Linked DNA regions of Gossypium hirsutum: region 2 is linked to region 1. A link is a contact called in public Hi-C data. All regions are on one chromosome and are shown on one strand. Each heading gives the region's core, a stretch centred on a gene start, on an enhancer-like site or on the middle of the called end of the contact. The rest is flanking DNA. Distances are from core to core; before and after follow the strand shown. Region 1 holds the start of LOC107896659 (protein NRT1/ PTR FAMILY 4.3). Region 2 holds the start of LOC107896654 (auxin response factor 1).

Region 1 (4,800 bases), core at 527-3,026:
AAAATATATAATACTAAAATTTACTACGCTCATGATATGAAATGAAAAATAAATATTACACGTAAAAATTATATTTACTAAAAATAAGATATTTGCATAATTATTTGATTTTATAACTAAAAGAGTTATTAATTAAAAAAGATGAATAAAAAATAAATAAATAAAAAACCTTGAAAACACTATATTTATTAATTTAAAAAATGATTAAAAATAAAAAAGCTTAAAACAATATGAAACAAAAAATACAAATGTGTTTTAGGGTCGATTGAGTCGAGTCGAATCGAGTAAAAAAAATTTGTGTTAGTCGAGTTGATGAATCCTATTTTAGCAACTGAACTCAATTTGAAATCTTTTTCGAATCAAATCGAGTTAAAAAATTTTGAATCAAGTCGAGTTGAGTTAACAAATCCTATTATTTATACTCAATGTTACGTTTATATAGACCAATTATTTAATTAGTAGATGAAGTAAAAGATTATTTAATCACATAAACGATATAATAGTTTTCCCTTTTAACTTAATGAGTAAACATCTATCAAAACGATGTAGTTTTGTCTTTTTTATTCGGATTTTTAGATAACACGAATTGTACAATTCATATTTGAGTTAAACCGAAAAGTTTAATTTTTTATTCGAGTTGGTCCGAATAACTTGATTAACTAAAATAATTTGAACTACTTAATTTAAAATTTAAAATTTTTATCGAGTTTTTTGAATCGAAACATATTTTGTTAACCTTTAATGTGCTTAGAAGCTTAAGACTCAAGGATAAAATCACTATTATTTAATCAATTAACCAAAAGAGCTGATATAATAAAAATATTATTTAAAAAAAAACAAAATCTTGAAACAACATGAAATAAAAATACAAATATGTGTAGAAAAGAAATCAAATCCAAAATTTAAAAGTAAAATCACCAACATTTTAAGGAGATGAACATTTTCTAGAAAACTAAAATATTTCCTTAAAATTTGAGAAAATGAACTATTTCTCTAATTTTTTCTAAAAATTGAGGTTTAGCGGCACATGAATAAACTAAAACAACTGAATGTATAAAATTGAAAGTAGTTTTTGTATGAGTGAAGGTGAAGAAATTAAAAAAGAAAAAAACAAAAGCAGTATGTAAACAGAGTGGAATGATTATTTTGACCTATTAAAAAAAATAAATTTATTTTTTAAAAATAAGGATGGATTTGGATTGATTAATATAAAAATAAGGATAACAAGAGTCTAATATGAGACTAAACCCACCACCATCCAAATATACCCTTGTGGACTTCAAAAAGTATCAATTGTGGACCACCATTGGAAAAGGCAACACATTTCACACGCTCCTTCAAATTACGTCATACACATGCTGTAAATCTTTTTTAACGAAACATATTAACCTATTAAAATGTTTAAAATATATTTCTCAAAACTCTTAAAATGACATGTTATAATATTCTGCATCTGTTAGTATAATTTTGTAAGATTTTCAAGTAAATTAATGTCTGATTTCAGTCGGCTTTTTAATTATGAATAGGTTACATCTCTTACAACCCATTAAGCATAAAGTAATCTAAATAAATTTTAATCTGCTTTTAAATAAACCGCAGATTGAGTCACATGTTTCATGTCTAGGGTGCACAAGAGATTAAACAAATATATTACTATAATGATAATATTTGGGGAGGAGGAGGAGGAGGAGGAGGCGCAAGTGATACACACACGGTTATGGTGCGTGTGGGGTTTAAATTCAAGTGAATAATAATTTCACAAAAATCTATGGGAGGGGGGATTGACCCATGGGGATGGAGAGGGGGAGGGGGTTATAAATTTAGGACAAAACCAACCCACTTGCGTGTCTCAAAAACAAATCCCAGCAGCACCATTGGTTTGGAGTAAGACAACATCAAAATCACCTTTCTGGGTTTTCAGTTTTCACTTCCCAAATGGAAGAAGGAAGAGGGACTGACAAAGGCGAAATGAAACACCAACAAGAGAACACTGTCGATTGGAGAGGCAGACCTTCCAATCCTAAGAAGCATGGCGGCATGTCTGCTGCTGCATTTGTTCTTGGTTTGTTCTCTTTCTCCTTCTCTCTCTCTTTTTTAAATGTTGTCTTCTATAATTAAGCTATTACATGAAGATTCTTGTGTCTGAAAATAAAGTATTTTTCGATGATCATTTACGTACCCTACTATTGCCCAGTCCAGCCACCGTGTCTATATTTTTTTCCCGAAAAAATTTGAGGTGAGAGCAAGCCATCGCTCTCATAAATGGTTGAAAGAGACCAGTCAGGTCAGGTTTGAACCCTAGTGATATTATGAGTTGGTCAACCCATGTTGACCGCCATGTCTATATTTAAGTTCCTTCAGATCTGCATATATACATATTATAGATCAGTTGTTGTTTTTGTTTGAAAAAGTGGGTTATTTTGTGGCTAATTCATAGATTTGAGACATATTATTTTTGAGGGTTAGTCTTAATAATTTTCATGTATGTATTATAGTTTTAGGGTGCAGCATGGTTATAGAGAAAAAGACATGGTTTGATTCTCTGTCATCAAAATTGGGTAATATATAATAAAGGAAAAGTGTGATGTGGAAAATGCAGGGCTACAAGCATTTGAGATAATGGGAATAGCAGCCGTAGGGAACAACCTTATAACATATTTGATAAACGAGATGCATTTCTCGCTGTCAAAGTCAGCAAACATAGTGACAAACTTTGTTGGAACAATCTTCCTTTTGGCCCTCCTTGGTGGTTACCTTTCCGACTCTCATCTTGGGTGCTTCTGGACCATCATTCTCTTCGGCTTTGTGGAGCTTTCTGTAAGCTTCCCCCCCCCCCCCTTTTTTTTCTACTGTTGATAATGCTTCATTTTATACACGTCAATTAGACTATGACACACCATCTAAAATATATTATTTAAATGATATCTTATCATTTCACCATCAAGAATGCATACAATTATATACTATCAACACTGTACCATATGCAGTAGAAGTTTGGCCAACACTGTGCCATTTTTTTTTCATCTTTATTCATTTATAAGAATAAACTCACATGATATCTTTTCATTTAAAGTAAGTTACTTGTTTTATTTTTAATGAGTGACATCACAGTAAACTTAGATACTAATTTTATTTAATTTAATTTATACATTTTTACAAACTTTTACAAACTATCTGAATTTTATGATTTAAAAAAAATAGAGTATTAATTAAAATGGTTGTGTATTTCATCATTAATTTGTTTCTTTCTAAACGTATATAGGGTTTCATATTACTGTCAGTCCAAGCTCATCTTCCTCAACTAAAGCCAGCCAAGTGCAACATGTTAACTGATGGAGACATGTGTGAAGAAGCAAAAGGCTTCAAGGCCTTGATTTTCTTTGTGGCACTTTACTTGGTGGCATTAGGAAGTGGATGTGTGAAACCCAACATGATTGCTCATGGAGCTGATCAGTTCAATCTTCAAACCAATCCCTCACACTCTAAGAAGCTCTCAACCTACTTCAATGCTGCCTATTTTGCCTTCTCCATGGGTGAACTCATTGCCCTAACTGTTCTAGTATGGATCCAAACCCATGCCGGTATGGATGTCGGGTTTGGAGTTTCGGCCGCCGCCATGGCCATGGGACTAATCGTTGTGGTTTCCGGGACATTGTATTACAGAAACAAGCCTCCTCGAGGAAGCATCTTCACTCCCATCGCTCAAGTTTTTGTTGCTGCCATGTTAAAGAGGAAACAAATTAATCCAGAGCTGATGATCAATAGAGATCAAAACCAAGCTGAATCTGGAAATGTGGTTCAGACACAAAGGTTCAGGTTCTTAGACAAGGCGTGCATCAAAGTTGAAGATGGAAGCAATACAAAGGAAAGTCCATGGAGATTGTGCAGTGTTACACAAGTGGAGCAAGTGAAGATATTGATTTCAGTGATTCCTATATTTGCTTGCACCATTGTTTTCAATACCGTTTTGGCTCAACTACAAACATTCTCAGTGCAACAAGGAAGTGCAATGGATACTCAGCTAACCAAGTCTTTCCATATCCCACCAGCTTCCCTTCAGTCGATCCCTTACATCATACTCATCTTCCTAGTCCCATTATACGACAAGTTCTTCGTCCCTTTTGCCAGGAAGATTACCGGTCACGAATCCGGAATTTCGCCTCTACAGAGGATAGGCTCGGGTCTTTTTCTCTCAACCTTTTCGATGATTGCCGCGGCACTTATGGAGAAGAAGAGAAGGGACTCGGCTTCGGGTTCGGGCGAAATAATATCCATCTTTTGGATCACCCCACAGTTCTTAATCTTCGGATTATCGGAGATGCTTACTGCGGTTGGCCTAATTGAGTTTTTCTACAAGCAATCCTTGCAACGGATGCAAGCATTTCTGATGGCAATGACCTATTGTTCTTACTCATTTGGGTTCTACTTGAGCTCAGTACTGGTTTCTCTAGTAAATAAGATCACATCTTCTTCTTCGAAAGGCGGTTGGCTTAGCGACAACGATCTCAACAAAGACAGACTAGACCTTTTCTACTGGTTGCTAGCAGTCATTAGCTTCCTCAACTTCCTAAACTATCTCTTCTGGGCTAGATGGCATTCTCACAATTCTTCTGCATCACCCACCATACAAAATGAAGCAGATGGGATGGGGTTGAACCACTACATCTTGACCAAACATTCAAAAGATGTAGTAGATGAGAATATACCATAAACATGGGACATTATGGCAATTATCTACCACTAATAGTATTGTATTATATATGAACAAGTATTATTACACCATGCAAAAAGGCTCTTTAA
Region 2 (4,467 bases), core at 1,831-4,330, 160 kb before region 1:
AAATACCAAATCATTAAAAGATGTAATATTAACTTAGTCATTTGAACGTGATAAGTGGCTCCAACTCCAGGAATCTTGATCACAACCAACACGTGTCAAAAGGCTCTTCTCTAATTCTGACAAACTATGACCTACATAATTTTCAAGCTCCTTGATTCAAGGAAATAAGATGACTTATTTGTCTCTAACTCTACGTTCATAAAACTTTATCCAAATTCAAAAAGTAAAAGTTGCACATGTAGACGGTAAAGAAATGCTCCGAGTAACCAGATAGAACAAGTGCAAAACAACTTTGACCAAGCTTACAGCTTAGATGATTGAAGATTTCCAGCTCTCACTAAGGCAACCTATAAAAACATCAGCCAAAAAAGCAATGATATATAACCTCGAAAAATATGCCGAAAATGCCATTCATTTCCATGCAGATCAGTTGCAATCAGTTCCTGCCATGGTGGCTGCTGTGTCATGTCCTGGGACAAGAACCGCATAGAAGTTTCAGAAAAATTCTAACTTAATGGAATACCTCAAATTCAAAATGAAGGAAATGCAATCAATGTGTTTAAGCTGACCAGCGGGGGCAGACAATCATCTGCATGCCGGCGCAAAACTGAGAATCCACCATGGGTGCTTGTGTCGGAAGCAGTAAGAGTCTTGCAAAATGAATGGACTATGCACCTTTCAGGTTCTTGAAGTGGATCATCTGGGCTCATAACCTCACTTTGCTGGACCATATTGGAGGAAAACATAAGTGAAGGCAGCGAAAGTGTAGAAAGATATACATATGCTGCTCATTCAAAGTAATTTCAACAAGATATTCTGGAAACTAAATATAGCTTCCAACATCAGCTATATGTCATAATTGAATTAAAGAGAGAAAAAGGGGCAAAAAGTGGAAGAGAGCTCACATCTACTTCAGGTACCAGGGTTATTTGGGCATAAACTTCATCTGTATCAGGTTCAGCCTGCGATTGGAGGTAAAAATTACTTAGCATAAGGAAACTGACAAGTAAAACTCAAAAGAACGTAAAACCAAGGAGTATGAGTAACATACCTTACGCTGAACAGAAGCCACTTTGCAAAGTATTTTAGATGGCAGATCGAATGAAGGCATTTGGTGTTCTAACCCTTGATGCATTGATGCCTCAAGCTGTACATAAAGAATAAAAAGAAACAAAAAGTTAGATACTAGAGATTAATAGAATGAACATTGTGTCAAGTTAAAAACTTACACCTAAAATTTGATAATTAATGACTGATCATACAGGAAAGAAGTCTTCAATCAGAAAAGCATTGTAAATAATCTTGAAAATATGTAACAAACACAAACTTGACAGTAAACATTATGAAATGCAGATGAGATATTGTGATCTTATTGAATGGTATACATTCTCAAAAGAAATTATATCTTTCTATAAACCTTCTATAATTCATTGTATCATATGAATTGTTACCAATCCTCAAATATGATTGACAACATATATTAATAATGTTTCAAGACACTGCATATGACCTTTTCATATTTTTACTTGCACATACTATTATCAGTGACTCACCAAAAAGAGAGCAAGAAGCAAGTGCTTACAAGTACCACACGATAACTGCATTAACTAATATAGAATGTTCAAAACAAGAACACTATGAAAAAGGTTCACAAACCAATCCAACCAACATTTTAAGAACACGTCAAAGTGGACTATCGCCTTAAATTTCGAAAAATAATCAATATCAAAAAGATATCAGATTCAAAAATTTACAGTACAGTAGACATACTTGTTCCATGTGACCTTGTGGGAAGTAATAAACACGCTCCCCAACACGAGGAAGTGTGACAAGAGGTCCAGCACAGGCATGCCATAGTTCACGATATAAAGGATCATCTGTGATCACATAAAAGAGATAGGGAAGAAAAAATTTAAGAAAAAGTAATAAGTCACCGTAATATCTTGTGATACCAAGAAACTAAATTTCAGTTTGACACATTTAAAACTTAGGAAAATATGTAGACCATGTAAAAATACACAAACCTGCTTGTTGTTCAGCAGATGGAATTTCTGATGCCGGAAAAGCCATAGAAACGCCCTCCAAAAGAAACCAGCAGAAAGCAATCACTCAATGGAAACCCTGTGCTGAAGATTGGTTGTATTAAAGGATACAACACTGAATTTATAGAAGTAAACATGTAAATATAGTGCAAAACCATTAATTAAGATTGCATTTACAATTGAGGTTACATTATTGTTCGTTCTGATTATCCTACAAAGCTGACTGATCAAAACCCTTAATTACTAATTGCTACCTCTGTGTCAGTCTACCTCTACCCTATTTTGAGCCTTATAGGAACCCGAATATTAACAAGTCCCTACAACAACGAAATGGACCAACAAAAATGAAAAGTGAAAAGAAACCCAACAATTCTAATGATCCAAACTGCTGTTTACAATATAAATAAATAAATTCAATGACTCTAAAGACCCGGCGATTCTGCAATTACAGAAATCACAATCTTCGCACATACGTATCACATATGTGAGAAAGATAGAAAAGAATGAAAAAAATGAGCTGAGATCTGATAAAAAGGGTCTAATTATATATTTTATTTCTCAAAATATATATATATAAAAGAGGAATAGTGAACAAAACTAATTGGTGACCAGTAAGCAAAATTTTCAGTCAACAAGTGCAACAGAAAATTAGCATTTCTTCCCCTATTTTCTTCCATTTCTGAGCAATCAAAGTACCCCCAAAAATTTACTAATTTGAAGAGGGGAAAATAACTTACCTTTGAGTGCTCTCTGTTCAATCTGGAGGATCCAAAGAAACAAAAATTAGGCTTGAAAACACAAAGCAGATCCAAAAAAAAAATATACAAAGTAATTGAAAAGAAAAAAAAAATAGAAACAAAAGGAAGAAGAAAGGAGGGAGGCGAACAGTGTAAATAAGTTTGTTTGCGTCAATGTTCGGTCGAAGCCGACAAGAGCTCTTTTGGCTATGGCTGCCTCTTTTTCTGTTCTTTTTCTTACACACAAACACTCTCTCTCTAGGTTTTTTCTTTTGTTTTTAGCCCTTATTTCTTCCTCTCTCTTCTAAATACACCTATAAAAAATTTAAAAGAAATCCCCATTATTATTTTTATCTTTCTATTATCATAAATAAATATAGATTTAGTCTTTTTCCCACTATTTTATATCATTGACTTAAATTTATGAATATTATTATATGTTTTCTGAAAAATAAACATAATGTTTTTAATTTATTGAAATAATATTTTTTATCTATAAAACTAATTTTATTTAAATTTCATAATAACTAAATCATGTTAAAATAAAAAAAATTAGGACTCATTGAAATTGAATGCTTATGTCAGAAACAAAAATATTACAAAATAATAATATATTACATAATTATCTATTTTTTTAAAAAATTTATATGTCAAAACTCAATAAAATTAGTTTCATAATTAGATGTGTATGTGAAGTATTTTGGTCTGAATTTATTTTATGCCACTTATTTTGAAAACATATTGAAATATACAAGTATATTAATATTTATATTTTAAAACTACATATTTATTAATAAATAGTCAAATCAGAATTAGATAAATAGACTCACTCCGATACTTCTTCTTTTTTTTTTTTACAAATTCAACCTTAACTATCGATTTTCTTCTTTGTATTCAACCTTAACTATAGAAGGTTGTTTTGTTTTTTTCTTTTTTTTTATTTTTTTCTAAAAAAATTTAGATTTACAGTCTACATTCAAGATTTGTGACTGATCCTCTCATTAATATCTTTTTCAAGATTCGAACTTGAATTATCCTTTTAAGAGTGCAATATGTATTAGCATTACACTCAACTATTTATTGGTGTTAACCTTTTAATTTCGAACGAAGAATAAAATGACTTTTAGTCTAAACTGCTATTTAATAATATGAAGTTAGAAAGAGTGATACACCTGATAGAGATTTATTTTGAAATTTTAAGATAAAACCAATCATATTTACTGAATAAAATATAAATTAATTTCAAATTTTTTACTAATACTAATTAAGAGGAACAAAAAAATATATAAAAACTAGAGTTGAATATTAGAATATTTAAATTATTGAAGTGGAATTGAAAAAGAATTTACTATGTAAATGAGATTTATAGAAGTAATGGGGGCAGGCAGGCGTGCCCTGAAATTCCTACAGGCAGCATCTTTGGGCTGGCTGTCCCTTAGTTCACGTCACGCACAACAATTTCCCTCATTAATTAAAAGCTACCCTGCTTGCCTTACCTACGTATCTTATCTTAATTAATTACTTCTTTATTATTATTATTTAATTAATCATCTGTTTTTTTAGTGCAATTAATCATGCTTTGTACGTTTTGTGACATTAATTAATCCTTAATAATTCTTTCACCTTTGACTTTGCCTTCACTTATCAGTATCATAAACAAAAGGAAATTAAACAATAATTGGTGCCAC

What was found. A called contact is a pair of places that touch in the nucleus more often than the background predicts.
Region 2: a Hi-C map of leaf shows a contact between it and region 1, with 2.3 times the contacts expected there. The contact joins the promoter of LOC107896654 here to the promoter of LOC107896659 in region 1. A contact is called at or near these places in 3 of 34 Hi-C or Micro-C datasets (all in leaf).

The regions. Positions count from the first base shown.
Region 1 is chrA10:93,212,551-93,217,350 of Gossypium_hirsutum_v2.1, reverse strand. LOC107896659 (protein NRT1/ PTR FAMILY 4.3) reads left to right here and starts at 1,776. Exons shown (of 3, transcript XM_016821877.2): 1 at 1,776-2,062; 2 at 2,600-2,817; 3 at 3,263-4,800. The coding sequence starts at 1,936. The coding sequence ends at 4,711.
Region 2 is chrA10:93,376,577-93,381,043 of Gossypium_hirsutum_v2.1, reverse strand. LOC107896654 (auxin response factor 1) reads right to left here and starts at 3,080. Exons shown (of 16, transcript NM_001399833.1): 1 at 2,929-3,080; 2 at 2,780-2,801; 3 at 2,025-2,121; 4 at 1,771-1,877; 5 at 1,052-1,147; 6 at 906-962; 7 at 570-722; 8 at 386-470. The coding sequence starts at 2,070.